Regions from separate parts of the Sus scrofa genome. Here region 1 is linked to region 2. A link is a contact called in public Hi-C data. All regions are on one chromosome and are shown on one strand. Each heading gives the region's core, a stretch centred on a gene start, on an enhancer-like site or on the middle of the called end of the contact. The rest is flanking DNA. Distances are from core to core; before and after follow the strand shown.

Region 1 (3,799 bases), core at 619-3,118, 110 kb before region 2:
ACTCCCAAAGTGGCAGACTGATCAAAGCCGCCTGACCCTGTGCCTCTGGAGCAGGGAGGGGGGGCTTTATTTCAATCTGTATTTAGACCTAGACATTTCAGGCTTTCAGTCCCATCCCTTCCTCCGGATGTGTCACTCTCATTGTCTTAGTTGGTTCCGTAGAGGCTTATCTGTGCTCTAGAATGTCCATCTTGGACTATAGACATGGATGATTTACTTATATTATATTATATTATATTATTAGAATCTATGTGACATGGGTGAGCTCATGCACACACACACACACACACACACGTAGAGGAGAGAAGAAGCAAAACTTACAACTCGGTAAGAACAGACCCCTGGGTTTTCTTCCCACAGGAAACCAGCAGGAAGAAATCAGAGGGAGGCAACCAGACCTCAGACTGAGGCTTTTAATTAAGGTCTGATGAGGTGTGGTGCCCGCCCGCACTCAGAGTCAGGCAGACGCACGTGGCTGGTCACTGGTTTGCACACACAGGCCTGTAATCTACCGCCAACCAGGCGGTGGTGGCTGACAGACGCCCAGCCCCCCTCCCCAGCCTCCAAGAAGCACGTTTGTTCCAGAGGGAGCCTCGCAGCTCACGTGACGTGAGTCTCGCAGAGCCAGCATGGAGAGAGGGCCAGGCAAAGGCCACTGTTCTCCAGGAAGAACGTTCCAGAACCGAATGCTATTTCTCTCCTGGCGGGCCTTGAACTTGGGAGCTCTAAGCACTCCGTGCATTAGTGTAGGGGGTGAGGCCAGGGGCTCCAAGGCTGCACTGGGGGAGGCAGGGAAGGGAACAGAGATGGCAAAGGCAGGGAGAAGCTGAGTCACCTCCGGGGCAGAGACGTTCGCCCCCTCCTGGCAGCAGGACTGATTGCCCCCAAGGACAGTTCCAGTTCTGAGCTGACAGTGTGGATGCCCAGCCCCTCCCTCTCCTCACTTCCCCCAAATAAGCCCATCTACTGACTATAAGCTTAGTACGGCCGGCATTATGCCCATTTTACAGATAAGGAAATTAAGGTTTCCAAGAGATCAGCTACTTTTCCTAGCTCACCCAGTGAGAACGGGCAGAGCCAATGCACATCCAGCCCAGATTCTGCATTTCTCAGAAACGCCAGTGACCAAGGACCCAGGGACCAAGTTGCTTGTCCACTCAGCCCAGAGCTGGGTCTGCAGAAATCTTTAGGTAAATATGTGCTTGCTGGTATTGGGGGCTGGATCCTCTTTCGCTGCGGGGTGGGGCTGTCCCGTGCGCTGAAGATGTTGAGCAGCATCCGTGGTCTCCACCCACTAGGTGGCAGTCGCATCCCCCCCGCATGCAGTCGTGAGGACCAAAAACCTCTCCAGACATTGCCAAACGTCCCCTGGGAGGCAAAATTGCCTCCACTGAGAAACGTACGGGTAGAGAAGCAGGCAGCTCTTCACCAAGGACCCCATCAGCCTTGATTTCTGCCGTAACTTGTGACTACTACATAAAGCACACACAGCTCGTACATTCTCCATTTTCTTTTCCTACCCGCATCCCCCTCTGAGCCTCTGTACATCCAGCTCCTGGGCTGTTAGCACCGGGCTGATTTGCAGGCCAAGTTCATCAGGCTCGGCGGGGACAAGGCTCGGAGTTGCCAGCAGATGGCGCAGAAACACTGCCCGGGCTTCCTTCTGTGGCTGCTGAGTTCTCTGCGTCCTGAGACACTCTGAGAATCAGTGTTGGTGCTGAAAGAGGCTTTAGTGCCTCAATTCTCAACTGGGAGGGGGTGGATTTTCCCCCCTAGGGAACTTTTGGTGACAGCGGGAGACATTGGATTGTCACGGTTGAGGAAGGGACAGCTACTGCCATCTAGCGGACAGAGACCAGGGCCACTGCTGGTGCGCAGGACAGCCTGCCGTGCCAGGAATGATCCAGCCTTGGAAGAGCCACTGCGCTGCGCTTTATAGATAGTAACCTGAGGACAGAGAGGGATAGCTTCAACGCAGGATGGCCTCCCGCCCTAGTTATAGGATGTGGTGATGGGACCAAAACTCATTGAGATGAAGATTTATAAGTACCTACGCTGGGGGGCAAAGGATCTCATCTCTTTTTCTTTCTCTGAGTTTGGCAGATGTGCTCAGGAAAAATTGGCTGAACTGGATTGAATCAGCCCCTCCACGTCTGAAGATGGGCAATAACTCTACTGCCTTTGGCACTCCTCCCGATCAGATGTGTATAGCTGCCAGAGCACTGGGGGTGAGAAGGGCTGGGCTCTGTAGGTGAGTCCTAGGATCGCCCAGTCACGTCTGCTATGGGTGCAGAACCAGGTAGTCAGAGGTTCAGCCTTTTTGCTGACTCTAGAATAGACGATCAGAAGACTGGGAAGAAAAGATTCCATTAAAGAGGTGGTTTTTATTTTTTTTGGTTTTTGGTTTTTTTGGTTTTTTGTTTTAGGGCCACACTTGTGGCATATGGAAGTTCTCAGGCTAAGGGTCAAATCAGAGATACAGCCACGGCCACAGCAAAGAGGGATCTGAGCTGTGTCTGCGACCTACACCACAGCTCATGGCAAGACCAGATCCTTAACCCACTGAGCGAGGCCAGGGATAGAACCTGAATCCTCGTGGATACTAGTCAGATTCGTTTCCTCTGAACTACAGCGGGAAATCCCGAGAGGATTTTCTTATAAGTCCTAAGTCTTCTGAATCAATTCACTGTAACACAGATAAACAAACACCAGGATGCATTTAGAGCACCCGAGACAGCATGGATAATGTGTCTGAAGATCAGCAGGTGTTGATGGGTTTTCTGGTTTCATTTACTGGTTACAGGATGGAAAAGGCTCACCAGAATTACTCCTCCAACAAACTCTGCCTTTGAGGAGGTGCTGGGCAACTGTATCTCGATTTTGCTCAGGTTGTTCTGTACAGGTGCACCGTCTCCACGGGTGCTGCCTCCATGCTGACCTTCCTCTGTGGAGGATTTGAAGCTGGACACTAATTCTGACTTCAATCTTCACCACTGCTCAGCCTGGCCATGTCCCATCCCTCATCCCAGATGCAGTTGCTCACCTGTGAACACTACTGATGATGCTCCCTGCATCACCGTTGGATATATTTCCCAAGGTAAAGGATCAAGGAGGAGGCTCTGTCTCTCCAATGTCCGCAGGCCTCTTATTTCACGTAAGATGGTACCTGGAGTCTTTCTGATGTCCAGAAGGCATCAGATAGCTGGACCTCTACCTACTTTCCTGCCTCATCTCCCACCACCCTCCCCTTCACTGCTTCCAGTCCAGACTTTCTACCCTTCTTGTTGTTCCCCCAACACCATAAGCTTTATCATACCTCAGGACTTTTGAACATCCTATTTTCCCTGTTGAGGCAGCTCTTCCAAGGTGGGTCCTTCTTGTCCTGCAGGTCTCTGCCCAAATGCAAGCTCTTCAGGGAAGTCCTTGGGACTCCCACGGAAAGAGCTTTGCACCCCCCTTCCCATCATCACGCCAAACCATAAGTCCCCGTTTAGTCCCTTGAAAATATTTAAGCTGTTGCTCAGTCAAGTTTTGTGTTAGTTGCGGCTGAACACAAGTCTAGAAGATGGACTCCTCAGCAGATGTAGTTCTGCTCTGACCTGGTGGAATCATTACAATCAGCCAGCAGTTTAAAAACTAAAACTCGCCTCTCTGGATTTTTTTCATCACTGTCTAAACTCATGAGTATTTCAATCTGTTATATTACAAAATGCTATTCATTTTAATAACACTTTTTAGACATCTCTTTACAGATGATTTATTGGCGTGTAATACACATGCAGAAGCAAGCACTTATCCT
Region 2 (4,034 bases), core at 690-3,189:
CCATTCTCTGGGTTCAACCCTCCTGGAGGCTGAGACCTGGGTCTCTAGGGCTGGGCGTGCTCCCTCTTCTGTCCTCATTAGTGAGAGAAAGTCGGACAGACCCCGTTGCCCCTGCCAGTGTGGCCACTAGGAGGACACCCCCCACTAGTCTTTGCAGGGCTGACACTGGCTTTGTAACCACCACTGTGCCTCCTTACAAGCCAGGCTGACTATACATCGCTCTGAAGGTCACAGATTCTGTTCTCGGCCTCCCTGGGGAAGGCTCCCAAATCTAACTTTCTTCCAAAAGGATTTGAAGCTGTTTGTGGGACGAAAAAATATAAAAGAACAAAACTTGAGATTTTTTAAAAATACAAGAAGGCCGTTTTTAAAAGTATGAAATAATGCAGAAATAGAGGTTGTCAATCATTTATATTGGCCGTATGTGTACACTGAACTCAGATATAAGTTCTTGGCTTTTGAAGCAAAAGGAAAGATATAAGCTACATAGCAAGAGAAAGTATGGATATTTGTGGACCTAAAAAACACTTTTTTTGTTTCTTACTGGAATCCAGCTCTAGTTGGTTTTTATATTAGCACAGTTCTTCCTCTTCTGGTTTTAAAAGGCACAGAAGAAATGTTCAAATGACTGATGCCTGCAGTGGTTCTAGAAAAGTCAAGAAGATGCCTTGATATCCGCTTTGGCTGAACTACATAAGATGATCTCAACAATTGGGCTTTGAACTCAAAGCTCAGGTTTCAGGTAAGTGAGGCAAATAGGAAACTAAATGGAGGTTCAGACTTTTCACTGTCGGCCAAGACATTGCTGCTCCCTGAGAATGCTTTCCCTTAGGATAGAGGTCCTGTGGCTGGATAAGTAGGGCATATGAGATCATGTCATCAACTGTGTTGTCCAGTGAATGAGACAGACTTACTGTACCAACGAGGGCTTTCCAACCGCACCTTCGAAAGCTGCCTTTATTGTTAATGTCTAGTTACATGGGCCACACATGATCACACCGGGCACGTCATGAGATCCATAAAAGTAATAAGAAAAATAAAATTTAGTCACCCACCACCTAGTCCTATTAGCTTTTTGTCATATTCTTTTCTTATAATATATACATCACTAAAGTAAATACAAACACACACACACACACTCACAAAATGGGATCCTGCCACACATACGTAGGATATAAACTTTTTTTGAACTTAATAACATATTATTTTAAAGACAGAATAATCTTCCATACATGTTTTTCATTTACAATTCTCTTTTTAACAGCCTTCTAAGTTGTTTCTTAATTTTAAAAATACCAGGATGCACATCCTTTAAATATACCTACGGAATTAAAATGGCTCACTCAGAGGAGATACAGAATATAGGGGATTGAACATTGTTTTCAGATTATCTTCTCAAAAAGTTGTATCTGGGTAGCCAGAGTTGATTTGAAGTGTGATCTTTTGGGAATCAAATTCTTATATGCACATGAATCTATTTCTTGAGTCTCTTTCTGCTGGAGGGAACTGTCAGTGTTTCTGTACATAGTATCTCATGTGTTAATACTATAGTTTCACTGTGTGGGACAAGTTCCTCATATTATTCTTTTTTTTTAAGATTTCTCTGGGATTTTTTTTTAAAAAGAAAATGAGTCTTCTAGATGAATTTTAGAATCCTTTTGTCAGAGTCCAAGAAAAATTCTGCTGGAATGTTGATAGGAATTCCATTGTATATGTAAATCAACTTAGAGAAAATTTACATCTTATAAAATGTAGAGTCTTCCTGTTAAAGAACAAGGTGAATTTCTTCTCTTACTCTCATCTGTATGTGATCCTAACCACGTTTCCCTTTTTCCTTCTCCTTTTTTCCTAAAGCTCCTGCACATTTCTTGCTAATATCATTCATGAGTGTGTGATTCATTTTTTTACTTTTGTGCATATGATCTTTTCCTTCCATGTGCTGGCTGCCGATTGTACCACAAATATGTAACCTACTGACTCATATCTTAACTGATCTTAATGAATATTTTAAACATGTTCATTGTGTCTAGTAACTTTTCAGTTGTTTTTTTTTTTCTCTTGGCTTTTCCTGCTCTATGATGCAAGTTATTTGCATATAAATATTATTTTATTTCCCAAAATGATTTATTCCACTCAGGGCCAGAGATGGAAGGGAGAATCTTAAAATTTGGATGCACAAGTAGGATGAGGCACAGTTTAGCACTTACCCTCAGCAAAAGGTGGCCTTGAGTGGAGAGTTCTAAAATTGGATTTTTACTCTTCCTACCCAAAGCTTCCAGTTCTTTAGCAATAAAGGCCATGATCCAGCCACTTTGGTAGACAAGTGCGACTTGGTGCACAAAACAGCTGCTAGTTAGAAGTTCCTTGTTATTCCCCATCCCATGAGCTCCAGGAGCCTCTGGGTTCCCCTGGCTCAGCCTAGAGAACTGCGTTCTCTTCTGGATGGAGGATGCCCATCTGTGCTCCACTGCGCTGCCAGGCCTCTCCTGTCCCTAGAGTGTGTCACCCACCAGCAATCATGTCTCCACCCATGTGCTCCATCGATGGGAAATCTGCTTTCTTTAAGTGGTCTGTAGGGTCCCTGACAGAGCAGGCAGAGATAAAAGACCAGGAGGCTTTTGCGCATTCCGTCTTGGCTCATGCTCTGCCCCAAACAAATAGTAATCTCTCAGCTCACAGTGTCTTGGGGACAGTAATGCCCAGAGGAGTGGATGTTGACAGCTGATGTTTTATTTATTTATTAAGGTTTTGGTGGTGCCTGCAGCATCCTTGAAAGCCAGGGATCAAATTTGTGCCACAGCTGTAACCAGAGCCACAGCAGCAACCTGAACCAGTGACAATGCCAGATCCTTAACCCGTTGAGCCACGAGGGAACCCCCACCACTGATACGTTAAATACTGTCTCCTCATCTGCTATTTTCTTTTTTTTTTTTTTTTTTTTGTCTTTTTGTCTTTTGTCTTTTTGTTGTTGTTGTTGTTGTTGTTGCTATTTCTTGGGCCGCTCCCGCGGCATATGGAGGTTCCCAGGCTAGGGGTTGAATCGGAGCTGTAGCCACCGGCCTACGCCAGAGCCACAGCAACGCGGGACCTGAGCCGCGTCTGCAACCTACACCACAGCTCACGGCAATGCCGGATCGTTAACCCACTGAGCAAGGGCAGGGACTGAACCCGCAACCTCATGGTTCCTAGTCGGATTCGTTAACCACTGCGCCACGACAGGAACTCCTCATCTGCTATTTTCTGATGGTTCGCAATTCTACAGCAAGTTCCTCCTATTCATTTTGCTTTTCATTTTACTATCCTTCTCTCTCCGCCAGGTGCTCAGAAGAATCCTTTACAAAGAGAATCATATTTCCATTATCCCAAAATGGAAAAAGGAGAAGCAAAACTGCCTGCAGATTGTGCAAATTATGTAAGGAGCAAAACCACTCATGGTTTTTTTCCTCCAGTTCTAAGAATTGGGCATGTAGGTAAAAATAATTCTGGAAACCACTGAAATGTCTGGGAGGTACATTGCTTCCACTTTTCTGTTTCTGCATTACGAATGGCAGTCCCAGCAGGGGTCTGGGGTGTTTTCTTTTAACTCCAGTGCTTTATCTTCCTTTCATTCTATTCCCATAGAAGCCTTTGCATAGATCTATTCCCTGGGTCCTCTTTCCACCACTTTGAAGCTGATGGTCACATATTTTCCATAAGCCTCCAAGACAACCATCTATCTTCCCTTCCCAACTTCCTCCACAAACTTTTTATTCTAATCAAAACTTCTACCAGAATTTATACATTAGCTCCAAAGAGCAAGAGACAACATAAAGTGGTAGCAGGAAAAAAAAAAACAACAACTGTGTATAGATTTATTGCTGGGTCCTCTCTTTACTATATGACTTTGGAAAGTTACTTAAACTTTCAACACCTGTTTCCTCCTGTATGAAATGGGGATAGTAATGTTTCCATTTTATGAACAATCTGAATGACCAGTTCCTTTGAGTGCCAAGTGTGTGTCAAGTAATTTACCACGCACTTTGCGTTCCTTAGCT

The links. Hi-C and Micro-C count contacts between places; a contact is called where the count stands out from the background.
Region 1: a contact with region 2 is called in a Hi-C map of embryonic fibroblasts, with 2.8 times the contacts expected there. The contact joins two enhancer-like sites. A contact is called at or near these places in 1 of 5 promoter capture datasets (liver) and 13 of 47 Hi-C or Micro-C datasets (adipocytes, brain, embryonic fibroblasts and 7 more).

Annotation. Positions count from the first base shown.
Region 1 is chr7:115,766,685-115,770,483 of Sscrofa11.1, reverse strand. No RefSeq gene overlaps it. Among named protein-coding and RNA genes, the nearest start is that of SERPINA5, 31 kb to the left of the region's middle. Within about 2 kb of position 1,868, at least 19 of the 83 cell types and tissues checked have an H3K27ac peak or open chromatin away from gene starts, as enhancers often do. A contact at or near this core is called in embryonic fibroblasts, where this site is marked.
Region 2 is chr7:115,652,941-115,656,974 of Sscrofa11.1, reverse strand. No RefSeq gene overlaps it. Among named protein-coding and RNA genes, the nearest start is that of SERPINA11, 27 kb to the left of the region's middle. Within about 2 kb of position 1,939, at least 2 of the 83 cell types and tissues checked have an H3K27ac peak or open chromatin away from gene starts, as enhancers often do. A contact at or near this core is called in embryonic fibroblasts, where this site is marked.